Linked DNA regions of Cricetulus griseus: region 2 is linked to region 1. A link is a contact called in public Hi-C data. All regions are on one chromosome and are shown on one strand. The core of a region is the stretch at or near the end of the contact, and the rest is flanking DNA. Distances in the headings are between cores, read along the strand shown. Region 1 has its middle 15 kb from the start of Zfp36l1. Region 2 has its middle 150 kb from the start of Zfp36l1.

The links. A called contact is a pair of places that touch in the nucleus more often than the background predicts.
Region 2: a contact with region 1 is called in a Hi-C map of liver, with 4 times the contacts expected there. The contact joins two enhancer-like sites. A contact is called at or near these places in 2 of 8 Hi-C or Micro-C datasets (fibroblasts and liver).

What each region holds. Positions count from the first base shown.
Region 1 is chr5:123,537,445-123,542,560 of CriGri-PICRH-1.0, forward strand. No RefSeq gene overlaps it. Among named protein-coding and RNA genes, the nearest start is that of Zfp36l1, 15 kb to the left of the region's middle. Within about 2 kb of position 1,922, at least 4 of the 6 cell types and tissues checked have open chromatin away from gene starts, as enhancers often do.
Region 2 is chr5:123,670,771-123,676,017 of CriGri-PICRH-1.0, forward strand. No RefSeq gene overlaps it. Among named protein-coding and RNA genes, the nearest start is that of Zfp36l1, 150 kb to the left of the region's middle. Within about 2 kb of position 3,216, at least 3 of the 6 cell types and tissues checked have open chromatin away from gene starts, as enhancers often do.

The sequences.
Region 1 (5,116 bases), core at 672-3,171:
GCCTAGCAATTGGTCAGGCAGATTTATGGGCTCAGGTAAAGTAGAAATAATTTTGGTGTCTGTTTGGCCTTTGACCTCTGCTTCTCTTTCATCCTGCAGCATCTTCTAGTGGGGTTGGGGAGCAGAAGCTGCCTCTTGTCACACAAAAGATGGCACCTATGATACTTACACTGGGCTTCTTTTGGGGAGTGGTATATATGTTCTAGAAAGGTTTATAATATTTTGGTCCCCATGAAAAGGGGCCAGGGAGCTGGGTTTTCTCTTCATAAACATGTGCTAAGTACCCCTGGAAAGTTGAAGACCCACCCCCATATAGAGGCAAATCTGGGGGTTACACGGTAGTGTATCTATCAAACCATGAACACCCAGGTTTGGGGCATGCAGTGAACCAGCCCTGCCCATTACTGGTTGGGTCCTGGATGGTTACTTTCTGTATTTGAAGTTTTCTTTGGCCTTCCAGCTCCCAAATAACCATATGGAGACTTTTTATTAATTATAAAAGCTTGTCCTTAACTTAGGCTTTTCCCACTAGCTCTTACAACTTAAAATAACCCATACTTTTTTTATTAATCTGCGTCTACCACATGGCTTTTTACCTCTCTCCCATTTCGTTTGTCTGACTTGTTCTGCTTTTCAATGGCATCTCCTACTTCTTCTCTCTTTTCCCGGAAGTCCTGCCTAGCTATTGGTCATTCAGCTCTTTATTAAGCTAATCACAGCAATATATCTTCACACAGTATACAAATATCCCACAACAACTTCCTACTTCCAGGCCTCCTTACTCTTGTCTATACTATATGTCAATACTTGGGTTGAGCCAAAAAAAAAAAAAAAGAAAAAAAAAAAAAAAAAAAAAAAGCTTTTCAATGATTCCATGAATATCTTAGAAAGCAAAAGACACAGATTTTCCTTTTTGGAAAAGCCGAATTCCCTTCGCCCGTCTGAGGGGCAGGAATCCAGCTGTGTGGGTGTTATAAAATCCCGACTAGAGTTATAAACGGAAGGGAGTTGGTGTGACCTGCTGATGCCAGTTGACTCACATAGACAGTCAGAGAGATTCTAGAAGTCTGCTGGGTGCACATCCTTTGAAGTGGCTGAATCACTTTTATGAACTTTATGTTGAATGAGAACATGTAAGTCATGCCCTTGGCATGTTGAATTTTCCCAGACATGCTATTTCGAACTAAAACACTGAAGCCCAGTGCCTTATTTTAGGTGCATTTAAACATCCTTTCTGGGGCCTGACTGGGTCCTCTGATGTTTGAAGTATAAGTTGTTGAAGCCTGATGGTCTCAGGGAGGTAGAATGCAGTTCAGTCTACAGAAGATCTTTTTAACAGGCTGGCCGACGAAGGCAGCCATTTGTTCCTCTTGTTGGTGATAGCTAAACCAAAGCTAGGTGCTATCCTGTACTCCAGTTCAGGCAGGGTTTCTGCAGAATGCTTTCCCAATATCTGTCCAAAGCAACCTCTGCTCTTCATGGTCATACAGGGCTTTCAAAGTATTTTAATGCTATATTTATACTGTTTTTACATATTTAATATATATTTTAATATATATCTATTATGTAATGATAATAAATACCCATATAATGTATAATACTATAGTTATGGTATACTATTTAATACCACAGGAATATAGTATTTTAATACTGTAACTGTTTATAAATACAGTGTTGACTTCATTCTTCACTCTCCTGTCATCGTACTGAAACGAGGGAGGCATGTGTGTGGGGTTCTTTTACCACTCTGCCTCCCCAGCAGAGACAGCACTGAGCAGACCCTCAACAAATGAATGATGGTTTGCTGTTAGTTGAGGCTTCAGTAGGAACCCATCTTTTGCAAGGCTTTGGCCCTTTAAATGTCTAGCCCTGAATGTGTGAGGGAGCTGTGGTGACGGCAAGTTCATGAGTTGTACAGCATGCGCAAGGAATGGGGTATGCGGCCTCTCACTGGCTCTGTGTCCTTGAGTGAGTCACCCAGGCTCTTAGGTCTCAATTGCTTCATTTGTGAGAGGAGTTTTGGATTGAGCTATCTTCCTGCCCTTTCCAGTCAGACTACTTTATGATTCAAGCACTCTGTATTTGCGCTCACTCCTCTGTTCTCAAACTGTTTGTTCAGCTCTCTTTTATTAGGGGTTCTAGGCCTATTAAAACAGAAAACAAAACAAAACAAAAAAACCAAGTAGCCTTGGGAAGCAAACAGTAAAAACAAGTACAAACAAATTACTGTATTCTTTATAACAACATATAAGGGCTACAACTAGACTTAAGAAAGTGACTGGTTTTGTTTGTTTGCTTGCTTGCTTGTTTTGTGACAGAGTCTCTCTACAGAGACCTGGCTGTTCTGGAATTCATTATGTAGACCAGTCTGGCTTCAAACTCATGGAGATCCACCTGCCTCTGCCTCCTGAATGCTTTGATTAAAGGTATACACCACCACACCTAAAGAAAACTGACTATTTAAACAAAAATTTAAACAAAAAGTTTATTTTTTTCAACCTAGGGATAAATGAACAGTTAAGGACTTTTCTTTCCTGAGACAAGTTCTTATATAGTCCAGGGTAGCCTGGAATTTGCTATGTAACCCATGTTATCCTATAACTCCTGATCCTCCTGCCTCGAACTCCTGAGTCCTGGGATTACAGGTGTGTCCCACCACATCTGCTCTATGCCCTGCTGAGGGAGTGAACCGGGGCTGTGTGAATATTAGGCAAACATTCTATGAACTGAACTTCATACCCAGCCCAACAGATTGTTAAAACTGACAAGTGATAGCCACCTAGCAGAACACTCAGTCACAACAAAGGTAATATACTTATCCTTCACAACTCTCAGAGACTGCTTCCAGGACCTGGGTGTGGGTACCAAAATCTGAAGATGCTCACGTAGTTTACAATATCCTCCTATAGATTTTCATTCATTCATTCATTCATTCATTCATTCATTCATTTGTTCTCTCTCTCTCTCTCTCTCTGTGTGTGTGTGTGTGTGTGTGTGTGTGTGTGTGTGCGTGTGCACGCACATGCGTGCGCGAGTGTGTGTATGTCTTACAGGGGATTGAACCCTGAACCAGTATGTGCTAGGCAGGCACTTGGCCACTGGCTGACCTCCATCTCTAGCCTTCTCTTTCATACTTTAGATATTCTCTAGATGACTTCTAATTCCAAATACAGCACCCATGCTAAGTAAATAGTTGTTACACTCTGTTGTTTTGGGAGTCATGACAAAAAGAATCTGTTCATGTTCCGTCTAGAGGCAATTAAAAATATTTTCCATACACAATTGGTTGAATCTGAGACCTCAACTCAAGAATATGGAAAACCTAGTATATTTTATTTCATTTAAAATATACTTTACAAATGGAGTCTCTTCACCCTTTCTTTTTTCTAGGCACTCTAGGAGATGTGAGCGTGAATGAATCCATTTTATTTTCTGTGAGAAATTTCAAGTAGTGACAACGTTCAGACCACTGTCATTGCAGGGTTGCTCTTTCTCATTGTCAAATAACTTCTGTTGTTAAACACACACCCACCATTCTGCATTCTTTGGGAAGAGGTCTCAAACTTAAACAAGCATATGAAGCTGGGCAGGGTGGTATATGTCTGTAATCCTATCCCTTGGTAATCTGAGGCAGGAGGATTGACATGAGTTTGAGGCCAACCTGGACTTTAACACGAGTGCTGTGCCAAGCAGGGCTACGAAATAAGAATCTGTCTTTTAAAAAAATGAAACAAAACAGACAAAAAGAAAAAAGTATGATGGTGAACCCTCATTGTCAACTGGGTGTCTCTGTAAGGATGTTCCCAGAAAGGGTTGATGGAAGAGGAAGACCCACCCAAATGTGGCTGAGGTTCTGGGCTGAATAAAAGGAAGAAAGTGAGCTGAGCACCAGCGTCCATCTCTCTGCTTCCCTACTGTGGATGTCACGTGACCAGCTGCTCCTGCCCTGCAGTTAGGAAGCTCTCACCCACATGGTGACACACTGTAACCCCCAAGCTGTGAGGCAGAATGAGCACCTCCTTCTTTAAGTTGATTTTGCCAAGTATTTTGTCCCAGTAATGGAGACATGCTTTAAAAAGCATGGAGGTGATCCCCACTTATAATGGATTTACATTTTATTTAGGAAGGCACCCTAACTGGAGTGACAGGGAGTGAAGAAAGCACAGACACACAAGCAGGAAGGCTGGGGTCAGGTGGACCCTGTGCCCTGATGGAGAAGCACCAGCAACCTGGAAACTCAGTGCATTTTTATGCACATCTGAAAGAGGAGGCAGGGTGGCTAATCTTGGCAGGGGGTCTCTAGGGGGACAGTCTCAGGGGTCAGTCACCATGGAGGAGAAAGCTGTGGCTGACACTTTCTACATACAGTCAATATCTCTACTCCAAACGTGGGAAGACCTTGCTATTCCCTCGGGTCTGAGGCAGTGGCATCCTTGACATGGCAGTGCTCCTGTCTGAACACTCATTCATACAGTGGTACACTTGCTTCCTACAGAAACTATTCATTAATCAGACTACCTGGTGTCCCTCGAATAACAGTATTAATGTTTTAAAAAAGACTGACTTGGGGGAGAACAGGAGGATAGCTCCATACTCCCTGCACTTCCTCAAAAGCTTTCACTTTCTGGTGTCTCTTGAAAAAAAAAAAAAATCAGGTATCTAGTCACAAAAGGCTCACCATGTGGAATCAGCCATGTGAGCCAGGTCGCTTCTGTTTCGTTTAAGATGGGCTTTCCAGCGTGCCCTAGTCCCCACCACTCCCTGTGACTCCCAGGGACTCCTGAACTTTTTCCTCAAATGATAAAGAAATGTTTTTCTGGATTCTTATCTTTAGCAAAATAAAAGTAAGTAGCCGAGAGGGCCTGTGTGCTTTTAAAAGGAGGCAATAGAGCTGGGTGTGGTAGTTTGTGCCTGTGAGCCCAGCACCCAGGAGGTGGGAGTAGGAGGAACAGGAGAATAAGGTTATCCTCAACCATATCTGAAGATTAAGGCCAGCTCAGGCCTTAACGTGAGAATCCTGCCTCAGAAAACATCATCAATCAACCACTCAATGAGCAGCAAATTGAAAAAAATAAAAAATAAAAAAGAGAGGGCTGGAGAGATGGCTCAGTGGTTA
Region 2 (5,247 bases), core at 1,966-4,465, 130 kb after region 1:
CCAAAACATTAACGTGAGGCTTTGTCCCTTGCAATGTTGCTGGGCTGAGTCCCACAGAGGCTGTGTCTCTAGGCTCCTTGCTTGTCTCATACTCAATGAAAGTCCACTCATCTAACACTCAGGAGGCAAGCAAGCAGCTAGCATGCATGTTTGAAGGGGACACTCTGCTCCTAGGAAGTAAAACATTACCACTGCATTTCTCGAATCACAGTCTCCTGGTATCTTTTCCACTAAGTCTCCCAAAAACTTCTATTAAATCAACACAGCCTTTGAATTGAGTGCATACAGTAAATGCCTAATTTTACTCGCCTTTGAGACACAACCTTTGACTGTATGTCCACAATTTCATGTGGGCTTTCCAAGTGTATTCTTTCTCCACACAATTGAACACACAGTTGTCTGGCTTAAATCAAGTGAACATCTGAGTTAGGCTAAATATTCTCCACTTTTGGCGTGCCTAATGACTTCCATCTTTGTTTAAATTACATTAGGTTTGTGAGACCTGCCCTCCTTATCACTAACATCAGCACTTCAATGTTTCATTTCCACTCATTCTTATAAAAGAGTTAAGGTCAAATGCAAGAAAGTATTCACATACTTGCACAACCATCACTGAACAGTTAACAGGTGATGCTGCAAAAATGGAACTGTTGTCTGGCAGGAGCCAATACTGTGTGTGCCTCAAGCCCTTGTTAAGCGGCCAACCTGGGACAGCCTAAAACCAAGGGTTGGCTCAAGAGCTTGGATGGTGTAGTCAAGGGAAAATATATATTATTGCCAGAGTCAAAAGTTGAAGCCAAAGGAGACCTAGAATGATCTCATTCTATGAAGCTCAACAGGTGTAAATCCTGGCACCTACTTGAGCAAACGCTGCCATGCAATGAAGGTGTAGATGAAGGTTGCTATTCAAGCTGAGTGCCCCATAGTCATGGTGGGGCATGAAACCTTCCAGCATTCCTGAATTTGGGGATGTGTGAAAACAGAGGATCCTAGGACCCACCATCCTGCTATGCAACTGGAGGGACTGTACATGCTCATCTGGGGAGGTCAGTCAAGTGGTCAGTTTCCCTAAAGCACAGTGGCTCCAGGCTGCTCTATTCACAGAGTGACAGGGGAGGGGAGCAAGTTGCTATCATCTCCAGAGATAGGGGGCTTAGGGCCAACCAAGTGGTGAAAGGACACTTAGTATTCCTTGAAGACATTCTTCAGGTGACCAACAAGTGCCTGGAAACAGATACCCAGGAACCCTCGGCCACTTAGCAATCCAAGCAGGGACTGTACAGTGTGGTCCTTGTAAACTGTAGTTCTAGAACAAATACTGAGACCCTTTCTCCTCAGAGGTCCCCGATTACCAAGACCCTTTCATCAAAGCTTTACTCTTGAGACAGAATTTCCTTACATGGGAAGTGTGAGGAAGTGACAGGTTAGCATGTTAGAGGGACAGAACTCTGTCACTGGGCAGAAGGCTACACCTCCAGGCTGCCTCTGTGTCTTTCTGAGTGACAAAGCACAAGTTCTCTCTTTGTCAAAAGAGGGTTGATCTCTGACAGATCATCTCTATATTCAGGTATTGATTGGAATATTGGCAAAACATGACAATATGTGACATGGGCAAGACAAAATATGATAAAACACTATCTAACAAGATACTTTTATGTTCTTCCCAGTTGGAAAATTTATTTTTTTAATCATTTCTTTCTGTGTACATTATGTGTGGCGGTGTGTTATTCAGCCAATGTGCGGAGGCCCGAGTTTGAAATTAGAAGTCAGTTGCTCTCCACCACATTTTGTGAACAGTGACTCTCACTGAACCTGCAGCTCACCTATTCTGCTAGATCGGTGAGGTGTAAAAGCCCACCTCTGTCTTGGCTTCCACAGCACCTGGATTCCAGACACCCACCTCACTCTGTATAAACTCAGGTCCTCTTGCTAGGATAGCAAGCACTTTACCGACTGCAGCCTCTCTCAGCCTCCAGAGAATTGTAAGTTTGACCCCGGAGTTTATGGGAAATGATGAAAGGGAGGATTGGGGCTCCCATTCATGACTAAAATGAGGACAGCAAAACCAGCGAACTATTTTCGAGATCAAATAGTCCCGAGCCACACCTTCTTCCTTCACTTGCAAGGGAAGTGATGCAGACATTATTCACAAGGTGGGAGATAAAAACTGTCTTTTAATTAAATTTAAGAGCAAAACTACTTTTTTTTTTTTCCAGATTCTCAAAGGTCCACATTTTGAGTTTGAGTTTACAAGACCTAGTTTGGAAGGCAGTTTTTCCTTGACCTTAAAATAAGACGCTGGGGTAGACAGGTGGGGTTTGTGATGCCTGTTTAGCAAGCCTCCCTAGAGACAACTTCACCCTCAGCTGCAGGAAACCGAACACCTGAGCTGGGAAGGAACTACCTGCAGTTCACAGTGCAGGCCAGCCAGACCGGGCAACTCCGTGCCCAGCTGAAAGCCCACTTTTGTTTGACTTACATCCCAATCGCCCCTATCTCTCCAGAGGGAGAGGCTGTACCATGGAAGGTGTGGTTTTCCTCAAGGGGCTACAGTGGGCCTATGGCTGCAGGCAGTCAGCTCTGGCCTCTTGAGCCTTGGAGCTTGAGGGAGGAAGGACCGCCTCCCCTCCACCGCCCTCCCCCACCCCCATTGGGGTTGGTTTGCACTGGAATGCCACGCTTTTCAAAGTGTCCGAGTGATAAGCACTTTCTAAAAATGTACAGCGATGGTCAGATAAGAAACCAAGCGTGGGGCTTTGTGGGTCAACGCCTCCAGCTCTGCTGGTACTGCCCGCCTCTGTCCCCACTGCAAACTTCCGCATCTCCTTATAGGATCTGCTCCCTGCCAGGGCCCTCATTTTCCAACTTTTACTTCTGGAATTAGAAAAAAAAAAGAAAATAAGATCCCATCTCCCCGGGCCTCCATCCTCAGCTCCCACCGCCTAAACGCAGGTGACCCTAATGGCTGGGGTGACTCGGGCCACGCGGGGCGTCCCCAACCCCACCTCCTCCAGCCCCCTCGCGCCTCGCTCGGCCCCACAAAGCACCCTTGTACCGGGCCTGCAGCCAGGCCGGGGGATTTGGCACAGGGATGGGGCAATATTCGTCAGATATTTAAAACAGAGCCGAGAGAACAAAGCAGGCCTTTGTGCGGCGCGGCGGCGGGAGCCGGGAGCCCGGAGCAGCGGGGCCGCGCACCGAGCTTGGCTGGGGCATGGGCGCATGCGTGGCCGGTTCTCCCGCGTTCCTCGCGCGCTCCCCGCGGCGGGCTGCGAGAGAGGCTGTCTTTCATATGCCCGCCACAACATGTTTAATTGAAAAAAAAGAAAAGAAAGAAACAATCATTTTCCATGTTTCTGTAGGAAGTATAGGTCATTAAAATAAAATGATAGACCAATTGGGAACTCAGGTTTTAAATGACCCGGACTAATAGGACGCTTGGGTCATGTAAAAAACCAAAGCATTTGGAAAAGACGTCTTCTTTGGATGCTAGAAGTGAAATCTTTTTGAGGGAACGGGACCCTTTTGTCTTGTTTATGCTTTTGGTTTCCTGTTTATTGTCACTTGGGATTTGGGAGCGATTATGGTTATTGTCAAGACATTGGCTTTTGTTTGGGGACTGTGGGCTGGCCAGTGTTTATTTATTTATTTTAAAAGGCAAATACAAGTGGAGTTTTCATGGAACAAAGATGAGATTTTGTCAGGAACTAAGGAATTCTCGAGGGAGGGGCGTGGTAAATAAATTTTGTTGTTACTGAAGAAGGTTGAAGAACTCTCTTGAGTAGGGTGGATTAAAAGTGACTTTGTGGGAGAAATATGATGTGCAAAGTACCCTGTTCTGCTTTGCAATAACGAAGATTGTCTCAATATGCAATGGAAAAACAGGCAGAAGCAGGAGGAATGAGATATTCTGCTTGACTTATCCAGAGGAGTGGGGAAGGTAGTCTCAAACATCCAGACGGCTCTACAGCCTTCCAAACAAGGCTCAGGGACCAAAGTCCAGTGAGGTTAACTGGACAGCCCTTACAGGGCAAGCCTGGGGGAGTAGAATGAGTGTTGTGCTCTGCCCACCCTGCTCTGCCTGTGTGCATACCCGAGGAATTTATGGTTTGCCTTTCCCTTCATAGCTCAATTGCCAGGTGGGCTGGTCACAAGAAAGTGAAGAGATATTTTCCCGTCTCTGGGCACTGCACAGAAAGCTTTGTGTATGCTAAGTGTCCACTCTGCTGCTGGGCTGCAGCCCCAGCAAAGGGATTTTTTATGTGAGATCGCCCTGGCAAGAAGCTCTTTTACCATCCTTGACTTCCAGATCTCCAGGGCAACTACTGTTAGGACGTCATCGGCAACAGATCATGACCCTTAAAGGCCACACTTCAGCAAGGGCAGATAAACAATTTCACAGTGATGGTCACGTAGCAGGCTCATTCTTAAATGTGGGCTGGTTAGTAAGGATGATGTAAGTGGTTTTTTTCTGCTCTCTTCCACATTCTGGCTCCAGAACCCTGGGTCCAGACGTAGTCTAGGAAAATGCCTTGCGATGTGAGGTAAGGGAGCAGTGGGGTGGGACTTGAGACAAGTCCCTTCTTTTAGACACAAGCAAGGGCACAGTCTTGACTTCCCCATACTGAGTCCCAAATTAAGCCCCAAACATACCCCAAATTGAGCCTGTGGCTTCTTTCTGTTTCTCCTTCTCACTCAGTCTGTCCCACTCCCTCTTCCTTCCCTTAGGCCATTTTGTCTTTATATAAAGGCAGTTGTAGAGAGACCCCAAGGCAGCCTCGTGTCCTCTCTCTTCTCATTGAACCTGGGTGAGCCATGGTGATATGTTTGACCAAAATTCTAGACCTTCTAAAACTTGGATCCAGTCGTGCAGAATGAGTGACAGCTCTTCAGGGCATCTGCCTCATAGACCTTTCTGATGGCTCTAGCCTTAGCAGCCATTGGACTTCTATGGCAAGTGATGCTCTATAAATGGCTAGCTAAGCTGAGTCAACCTAATAATTATGGAAGTTAATGAGTCTGGGCCAGTGTGTTATATAGTGATGGATAACCGAACAGGAAACAATCAAAAGAGAGGATCTTCCAAGGTCGCAGGCATTATGAAGAACTGATTCCATAGCCTCCTTGCCCTTGTGTTCTCCACCATCACCCTTCTTTTTGGAACTATGCCTGGCACCCAGCCCCATGAAAACCCCACATGCTCACTTGTTGTTCCATGTACATTGGTTTCAACACAAATACTAGAGT